Linked DNA regions of Mus musculus: region 1 is linked to region 2. A link is a contact called in public promoter capture Hi-C data. All regions are on one chromosome and are shown on one strand. The core of a region is the stretch at or near the end of the contact, and the rest is flanking DNA. Distances in the headings are between cores, read along the strand shown.

Region 1 (5,223 bases), core at 1,800-4,299, 950 kb before region 2:
AAGGAGGTACCAATTAGGCAGTAATTCCAGAGACCCTGGAGGCCAGGCCTCACCGTCAGGAGCCCCCTGGCTGTCCTCTTGTTCTTCTCCTCCAGCTCCTCAATCAGGGTGCTGAACCGGCAGATCTCCCCAGTGGCCAGGGAATCAAACTCTTCCTGCTGCTTCAAGATGTCCCCGTCTAACCCCTCCAGTTGTGCTAAGAGGGCAGTCTGCTGTTGCTGCAGGAACTGGCTCAGATGCGCAAACTGTGAGATCACCTGTTGCCTCTTGGTGGCCACCTGAGTCTGAGAAGGGAAGATGAGAGCCAGGGAGAACATTTTACTCTCCTCACAGCGAGATCTTCTCCCATCTTTTCCCCCTCTTCCTGTGGCATCTCATCTGTCCTTTCTTCCCTTTCCTTATAAATTCCCACTTCCCTCTTGATCTATGCCCACACCTCCCAAGGTTAGGCAGTAAAATCAGAGCCCCCTACTCCTGCCTGCTCCTCAGCCCCCATAAGGATGTGGAGCTATGTTCTTTCAGCTTGTCACTCCATTTCTGGGAGCGACACAGCCCAGCTATTGCCTCCCTATCACTACTGTGGCTTCTAAAAGGGGCTCAGAGTAGACCCCAGAGATGCTGGCCTCGTACACATCACCAGGCTGTTAGAGGCAGGATCGCACTAATTCCTGCACTGATTTGATAAGGAAATGAACCTTAATCTCCATTCTTACAGGTGAGTACGTCAAAGTTAGAGAATCGATGGAAGAAATAATATCAAAGACAGGATTCCGATTCAGAGAGCTCCACGTCTCTGCTCTGTGAGCCTTAGACTCTGGGAGAAGGAGCTGGGCCTGGGGAGGGTGGAGACGTACCAGGAGCACCTGTATTCTTTTGTTTTCTCTTGACTGGGTTTCTTGAATCTCTTCTCTCTCTTTCCTTAGACACACGAGACACTTCTGTATTTGTTCCTGGGTAGAAGGAGCATGAAGTATTAAGATGCAGAAAGTAACTGTAGAGGGATGTCCCTCCCTTCTATGCGTGGAAGCAAAGTGCGCTGGGGATGAGTGTGAACCCCAGCACCTTGAGAGATTCAGGGTCTTCGTTCTTGTTCTCATTTTGAGGCTGGATCTCATGTAGTCCAGGCTTACCTCAAACTCAGGATCTTCTTGCCTCAGTTTTCCCAACAGTAGGATCATAGGTGAGCACCCCCAGACCTGGCCTTGAGTCTTATGACTCTTGCTTTATGTCCTAGAGATTTTGAGCAGGGCTTCCCCCCATTCTCATCTACCATCAAAGGTCATGACTTTGCTTCTCCTTTGAGCCCTTCTCTGCGTTAAACAGCTACCTACTTTTGCATCTGCCAAGTATTACCTATGAGCTCCACATGTTCTTAGCTGGAACTGAAATCATGTCACCCAGAGGAAATACATGCAAACAACGTCTCCCTTTTTACTAGAACCAATAATCTAGAAATGGTACACAAGGTGAGAAGAAATTTAGATGCAAAAATAATTGATGCCCAGTTTTATAAATTGTTCTAGATTAGAGTTAGGAACAAGCAAACACATAAATATCTATGTGTGTATGTGTGTTTAGAAATACATACAGACAAGCTGGGGATGTAGCTCAGTTATTAGAGCGCTTGCTTAGCATGCACAGGACTCCTAACCCTGCATCAAACGAGTGTGGCAGCATATGCCTATAATCCCTTCATCCAGGGGTAGAACTAGAAGAATCAGAAATTCAAGGTCATCCTAGGCTATATAATTAGTCTGAGGCAAGCTGGTCTCACTATGAAAAGATCACTAATAAATTGCTACATCATACATACAAATGCCTGCTCATAACAAAATATGGTATAAAAGCAACTAAAACCAGCAATGCACTCACTTAATGGAAAATAAAAAAGTATATGCCACAAATATTCACCCAACCAGCCCATTCAGTTACACGCTTCAAACAGAACACACTCAGACCATCCCTCCACAAACAAGGCGTTCACTCTTGTACATAAACAAGCACTGTCATTCCCTAAAATCCAAACTTCAAGCACACTTAACTGATACAGGACACACACACACGTTTGATGGTTCATCCGTTCAGAAAGGATTTACTATGGTCCACAAGGAAACAACATAGAACTCTTAATTATAACTCCGTGCTTCTCTGTGCTTCAGTATGTGCCTGGCTGATCAAATAAGGTAAAAAAAATTGGAGTCCGGATGCTCCTTCCAGCCCAGAATCCACACCACCTTTCTACTTCCCTTAGTCCAATCCAGCTCTCTCAAGGGTGCCCCAGAGCCCCTTCCTACCCTGTAGGGATCCTCTCCTACCCTGTAGGGACCTGCTGCGTCCTCCAGGAAGCGCACAGTGTGAGCCCCATGCTGTCCGGTTTCGCGGCATACCACACACAACTGTGCCTCATCCTCCTCGCAAAAGAAGTAGATTTTCTCCCCGTGTTCCGGACAGGCATCCTCCACCTCCAGGCCTCGCGTGGACGCCAGCTGAAGGCGCTCGATGTTCTCCACCACATTGGCCAGCTGCCAGTTGGGCCGGAAGCTCCCTGGGCGGAAGGGCTCTTTGCAGAGCGGGCAGCTGAGGGACTCCTCTGATTCTGGACCTGGGATCTCGCAGTAGCGAGTGAGGCAGCCACGACAGAAGTTGTGGCCACAGTCAATGGTGACTGGCTCCCTCAGGGTGCCTTGGCAGATGGGGCAGTTGACCTCATCTGCCAGGCTAGTCACAGAAGGAGCTGAGGCCATGTCAATCCTACCAGGCCTTCTGACGCTGGAAGTCACCGTCTCTGCTCACCCTCCACACCCACATCAGGCCTGAACACCAACATAGTCACCCACACTGGGACAAGGGACCCAGTTACATCTCTGGCACCAGAGCCCCTTGTCCTGCTCTCCCAGGAGCAGACACACTCCTGCCAACAGCATAGGTGAAGAAATAGAGGAGGAAGGCCCAGGGGCTCAAAGCACCATAAGTTAACTCTCTGGACCAGTTCCCATGGCCTGGAGCTCACTGCAACTTTCTGTCCACCCGAAGCTGCTCACAGTCTCTCAGCAGACCACTGTTGAAAGAGATCTTTTCTTCAGGGGCAGGGAGGAGCTTGACTCACAGCTACTGCCACCCCAGCTCTTAAACATAGCCACCTGTCTCCAGGGAGATTGGAGGTATCAGCCAGTACAAGGCTAGTGGCCAGGGGAGTGTGGGGACTCAGATAAGGCTCTTGAGCTGGGGTGTGCACAGCACAAGGAACTGTGGTGATGCCTCCATGGTCCTATAACAGGCTTTAAAAGAGGGCCGAGAGAAGGGAAAAAAAAAACAAAAACAACAACAACAACAACAACAACAAAAAACGTATGAGGGAGGAAAAATAGAGCCAGCATTATTTATTTATTTATTTATTTATTTATTTATTTATTACCATGACTACATATCTCCCACTGATAGACGGAAGCACTTTAAACAGTTTTTTTTTTTTTTTTTTAATTCCACCTTGGCTCTATCACATCCTGCTGTTTGGACCTCCATTTTGCAAGCTCCTCCAGGTTCCCTCCACTCATCCAAGGGGAACCAACAGAGTGCAGGTGACTGTGATCTATCTGCAAGTCAAAGCTATGTGTCTTCCAGGAGATTCAGTCTACCAGAAACCCAAAGGACAAACAGACATGGTGGCACATGCCTGTGATCTCAGCACCTGTTATCCAGAGATGGGAGAATCAGGAGTCCTCAAGACCAGCCTCTGCTTGTATAGCAGCTCAGAGGCCAGTCTGAGCTACGTGAAATGTGTCTTGAGGAAAAAAACAATCAGTGAAAGTCACATATATGCAATGTAAATGTTTCTGGTTGCCAATATGAGCTGGGCCCCAATGGAACAGAATTATATATAAAGGGACATTATTGGGAAACCGGGTATTTTGAATACTGACAGTAAACTCACTAATAGATTGCTAAAGTTCTTTAAATTATATAGTTTTTATTATTACTGTGTATATGTGTGTATGTGTGTGCATGTGTAGGTGTGTGTGCATGTGTATATATGTGTGTGCATGTGTGCATGTGTAGGTGTGTGTGTGTGTGTGCGCGCGCTTGCGCGCTCGTATTCTGGCATAAATGTAGAAATCAAAGGACAACTTTGTGGAGTGAGTTCTTGCCTTCAACCATGTTGGTCCCAGGGCTAGAACTCAGGTCTTTGGCTTGGCAGCAGTTGCTTTTACCTGATGCGGCATCACACCGGCCCATGTTAAATTTTTTAATGACACCGTGGTTGTGTGGATGAATTCCTCACTCTGAGGAGATATATGTTGTATTTATGGAAGAGAGAGCAGATGGCCCAATACTTACAAAATTCAAAAATGCACAAAGGCATTCATGCCACTATTTCTCCACACTATCAATAAATTTGAATGTTTCTCATAATAAGGGTGAGAAAAATATTATAAGACAAAAAGTAAATATTAGTAGTATATTTAAGTTAGTCCAATGTTTCCAAAAATATTTTTGAGCATAGAGTCAACATGAAATACTAGCGATATATCACATGTCTCTGTAGTGATGTGAAATCGTTTATACAAACAGCACATCTCAGCCAGGGCCGACCACATATAATTAGACAGCTGTTCTAAGGATGCATTGTCAAGTGGGAAGGTAGGGCAGGAAGAAGGGGTGTGTGAAACATGAAAATAGGTGGGATAAAAAGACCTGGTGAGCACGAGGGTCTGGCTTTGTCCACAGGGCAGGTGAATGCCTAGGGATCCTGGCAGCTTGTCCACAGGGCAGGAGAATGCCCAGGGACCCTGGCGGCTTGATCTCTGACCCAGTTTTGGGAAGAGCTGGAATCCAAATACCCCAATGCCTTCTGTCTTGTGGCTGTCAAACTCTCTGATCCTTAGAAATCCTCTTTGCCTTTCAATTTGTATCTCTTTCTCCACACTTGTCCCAATGAGTTGTTATTAAATTGGTTGTTCTGGAGTAATTTCTTGGGGTGGTGGTGGTGGTGGTGGAGGTGGTGGTGAGTGCATATTGCCAGACGAGGGGAACGTGCATTTGGGCTCGAAATTCGAGGTCAGTCTCAACATCACAGGCTGGACTCTGATGCCACTGCCAGCCTCCTAGCCTGAACTATGGCTCTCACCTGCCCAGCGTGACAGGAAGCGGCTCCTCCCCAATGGCCTCACCTCTCTGTAGCCAAGAGATTCCAGGAAACCCCATTTCCAAGTGACCTCATGATGC
Region 2 (4,648 bases), core at 996-3,495:
CCTGTCCACTGAAGCACGGAATAGGTCCAAGCAGTTGTGATGAGTGGAAGGTGAAACCAAGGCAATGGGCTGACTTTTAACACAAAACCTAGAGCTACATACACAAGGACCTGGACAGCCTCCATCCCTAGTGCTCATTAAGCTTTTATCCCTGGAAGATTTATCATATAAGATAAAAGAAACAAGAAAAAAAAAAAAAAAAAAAAAAACCCAAAACGTATTCTCCCCAACAGCAATCTGCAAAGGGAGAGAAGACAGCTGCTTGGGGGCGGAGTCTTCAGAGGAAGCAAGCTGATTACATCACCTTTCACGGTGGCTCCACCCCCTTGACCAAGCGTCTAGGGAAGCCCTAAGCTGACTGGCAAAGGAGAAAAACAAAGGAGAGGGACGCCATTTTGTTATGGAGAAGATTCAAAATTTAAAAGGCCGGGCAGATCTGCCGGTAGCTTTACTTAACACTGTAAGGCACTAAGTTAAAAAAACAAAAACAAAAAACAAACAGAAGCCATCCCTCTGACCACCACCCTCAACTTGACCTATCTTAAATCAGTTTAAGAGCCTATTACTGAAAATAAAATCAATTAATATACAATTTTCTGCGGGATAAGAATCTGAATTTGCAACTAAAATTCAACTTACTACCGCCGACCATCCCAATCCTCCCTACAAAAGCCAAGTGGTAGGACTTGGACCCCTCAACAAATAGGACCGAGGGGGGAGGACAGGAGAAAAATGGGTCAAGACACAACCTGCAACGCCGCTTGCAAGACAAAAGGACAAGCAAGGAAAAGTCGCCATATTTGAAGCAGGGAGGAAAAAAAAAATCTTTTAACGACACAATCTTCTAGAAAGATAGCATTCAAATGCACTAATGGCTTTTAAAATTATACTCCTGAGTTCCACATTTCCCAACCTTTCCACCCTCTTAGCTGTATCCACCACCCACTAAAAAAGTATCAAGTTAAAATGTTAATCACTTTTGCCTTTAAATAACCTATGCAAGCTGAAACAATCACAAGACATTCTTTACCTCCCCAAATGTTATTGTATGTACTTGTTACTATGATTTTTGCCCTAAATTTAAGTGTCTTGCAATCTTTATTCCTAGATTGCCACCTATTTTAACCACACAATATATCCCAAGCAAATTACATTAAAATAGAGAGGATTTAACAGTCACTTTAAAGACATAGCCAGCTAATATTTCTCTGCCCATCTCCTTACCCTGCAATCTTTATGTACAGATTGCTTATTAATCTGGCAAATTGAAAGGCGTTCTGCTTGTCTCACACACAAAGAAGTGGGACTTCTGGGCCACAAGATCCACCATCTTTTGTATGTGAGCTCATTAACCCTTTTGAAGACTGCTAACCAGAGGAAGGTAACCATTCCTCCTTATTATCGCAAAGGCTTATGCTCTGGCAGTCTGGAAATCTGCTGGATTATCAAGGGTTAACCGTCAAAATCCTCACTGGCTGGCCCTCCCTTCACCCTCTCCCTTGCCTGCTCCACAGCAGGGAAGAGGCAGGTGGTAGGGGAGAGAGAACAAAGACTGTTTAGACCCACAGGACCTTTAATGGAGATTTAAGAGACCCGATTGGTCCTTCTCTCCAGTACTCTACATTTGTTCTATGGTCTCATTTCTTCCTCTCATTATTTTTGGTTTCACAACGGGAAACGTTGATTTCTTGTTCAAGGCTGGTTTTTGAAAATTCGACACTTACTATCCAATTTTTTTGCGACGTCAGCACCTCGGGCTCAGGGGGGAGGGGTAAAATTTTGGAGGAAAAAAAATAAAGCAACCAACCAGGACCCAAACTCAGTTACTTGTGGGGCCTCATTGGATCAAAAAGTCTCTTTTAAAAAAAGTAAAGACCAACTCAGTTTTCATTTCCCCCCCGCCCAACTCCATTTAGGGAGAGGGGGTCGTTGAAAAAAAAAGTCTGAGTGGATTCCAAAACGGAAATGCTGGATGAGTGAGATTGGGTAGGTTTGGGCAGGGAAGGTGGTTGATTATTTTTGAAGTTATGTGGTGACGGTCCTTCGGCCACAGATCTCAAGTCCCAAGCAGCGTGGGCTGGTGGGGTGGGCAAGATAGGTGGGGAGGGGCAGAAGACACGAGTGGTTGGGCTGGTGGCTGATTTCCCTTTCCCCCCTCTCAGGATCCTTTCAAGGGTTTAGATGTTGCTGAGGCTTGTTTGTTTTCCTGATGGCCGGCCTGTCTTTCTCCGAGAAAATTCAACCTGGGGTAAAAGGAACACAAAAGGAGGAAGGTGTAATCAGTACGGGTCGCCTTTAAACGTTTCAAAGTTGTCGCAGGACGCAGCCGCATTAGGGAAAAACGTGGCTGCCCATTAAATCCGAAACCACCCCGTTCCCCCGGCCCGCTCTCGGCAAAACGTTACCCTCCAAAGCGACGGAGCACCCAAACTTACCTCTAAACGAACCCCAGAATGGCGGCCGCCCGCTCGGGCGGAGTCTTTTATACCCGGCCACCGCCCAACGCACCCTAACGTGATGGAGAACCGCCCTCGCCGGGACACATTGTGCGCGAGGCGAACTCTGATTGGCCAGCGTGCGAGCCGGGTCGCCCGCGGATTGGACGTCCCTCCTCCACCTTCCCGAAGCCCCCTTCCCTCGGTTCCCCTCTTCCGTCTCCTTGCTATCACCTCTACGCCAGCGCGTGATCGCCGCGTCCGGCACCTCCCTTTCCTCTGCCTCCACCACTTCCGCTCCGGCGACCCGGGGTCGCCCTCGGTTGGCCGAAACGGCCCGACGCATGCGCACTGGGAGCACCCTGGTTAAAATCGCAATCAAATCTGCTTTCATGTTAGACACTAACCATGGAATCTAGGATTCATCGTGACTGGTCCGGGAGAAATGCAATTTTGAAGGCTGGTTCGATTGTGACGCAGTTTAAATTCGCGTCTGTGGACCCCGCCCCTTGACGCTTCCGCCCTTAGACATGTGAGCAGCCGCCTTCCGCATTGCGGGGCGTGTCCTTGGCCCACCCTAGTGCGTGTCCCGAGCATGCGCAGTCGCTCTTCCGGCAGGCCGTACGTCCGGTGTGCGTCAAGATGGCTGCCCCCTTGCGGCACACGCTTCTAAAGCTGGTTCCTACACTCTTACGAAGTTCCTATGTAGCTCAGGTAAAACGTTGGAGGGGTTTTCTCTACCTCCCCGTGGTGTCTATACTTTCGATCTTCCTTCCATTAGGAGGAGTCAAGGGGCATGGGTTTTCCCACATGTCTACGTGTCAGCCCTGCACCAGCCTCCGTCCCCTACGGCGCGCGATTTCTAACTACCGAGCGTTCGGGTCAGAGCCAGGGTTACGGGTTATCATCGTCGTCTCCCGACTACCATTAGGCAAAAGAACTAAATGGTGGGGTTGCCCCTGTGGAAATGGGCAGTTTGTAACCAGGTCGTTGGTGCCTGAAGTGGCACCCAGGACGTGTTTGGTTTTTTTTTGTTGTTGTTGTTTTTTTTTTAGCAAAGGACCCTATTTTAAGGATTTTCCCCGGTGTTCGGGAGACAGCCCAGGTTGGTCTCATAGGTACTTTCTGAGCTTTCTACCTCTCCCTCCCAGATTATGGAATTAAAAGCAAGTACACTAGTCCTACTCCACCTCGTCACACGTCATTTCCCCATCAGAGCATGCTTGAGATCATTCTGCTCTCTGGATTGAGATTGCCCTTTAGCCTCAGGTACTCACCACCCTGGAGGTTCTCCGCAGGGCAGGGAGGAATAGGAAGGCTTGTCTCGACGCCACTCCCTAAAATGGGACTACAGAGTAGTGACAGAGGTTACCACCGAAGTAATAACAGGCTTGGTGGCTTTAAAGCTAGCGTTAGGACGCAAATTTGTTTTGCTCTGTGGAATGTTGACCTGCAGCATTTTAAGAAACTGATCAGCGCAGCGACTTTGGGGTTTTCTCATCTGTATGAATCATGCCCAGCTCTCCATTATTAATCTTTGTGTTTTCTTTTTATTTATTTATTTTTGGTATTTTGAGACGGGGTTTCTCTGTATAGCCCTGACTGTCCTGGAACTCACTTTGTAGACCAGGCTGGCCTTGAATTCAGAAATCCTCCTGCCTCTGCCTCTCTGCGGAGTGCTGGGACTAAAGGTGTGCGCCACCACGCCCAGCTTTCTTTTCTTTTTTTTTTTTTTTATTAAGAGATTTATTTATTATTATACATAAGTACACCGTAGTTGTCTTCAGACACACCAGAAGGGGTTGTCAGAGCTCATGGGTGGTTGTGAGCCACCTTGTGGTTGCTGGGATTGCTCTTACCCGCTGAGCCATCTTGACAGCCATTATCAATCTTATTTCCAAAAGTTTGGCATTTTTTTCACACCATAACCAACCAGTGCTCATCAAACGCAGATATTTGTATGCCAAGGTTTTTAAATTGTCACATCCCACTAACATCTTTTACCTTGTTGGCTTATCCTGCAGGGTCAGCTTGGGGCCCTAGGTAGAGTGGTTGTCAGTTTAGCATCAACAGAAATGCTACTTTCATAGCAGAAATGCTATTTTCTTGATGAGTTATACTGACATTTTGTGCACACGTTCCAAACTCTGTCCCCAGTGTATGATAAACCAAATAGTTGCAGCCTCTTACTCCCTTTTTAGGTTCCCCTCCAG

Evidence for each region. Promoter capture Hi-C pulls out the DNA fragments that hold promoters and counts their contacts.
Region 1: a contact with region 2 is called in a promoter capture Hi-C map of erythroid cells, with 12 times the contacts expected there. The contact joins the promoter of Trim10 here to the promoter of Ppp1r10 in region 2. A contact is called at or near these places in 2 of 39 promoter capture datasets (erythroid cells and hippocampal neurons) and 1 of 115 datasets of contacts at active chromatin or transcription factors (pancreatic cancer cells).

The regions. Positions count from the first base shown.
Region 1 is chr17:36,867,400-36,872,622 of GRCm38.p6, reverse strand. It overlaps Trim10 (tripartite motif-containing 10), which reads right to left and starts at 3,049. Exons shown (of 7, transcript NM_011280.2): 1 at 2,316-3,049; 2 at 855-950; 3 at 54-284. The coding sequence starts at 2,744.
Region 2 is chr17:35,914,793-35,919,440 of GRCm38.p6, reverse strand. Ppp1r10 (protein phosphatase 1, regulatory subunit 10) reads right to left here and starts at 2,245. Exons shown (of 19, transcript NM_001163818.1): 1 at 1,725-2,245. Mrps18b (mitochondrial ribosomal protein S18B) reads left to right here and starts at 3,001. Exons shown (of 7, transcript NM_025878.2): 1 at 3,001-3,149; 2 at 4,637-4,648. The coding sequence starts at 3,078. It overlaps Mir1894 (microRNA 1894), which reads right to left and starts at 1,552; the gene lies at 1,472-1,552.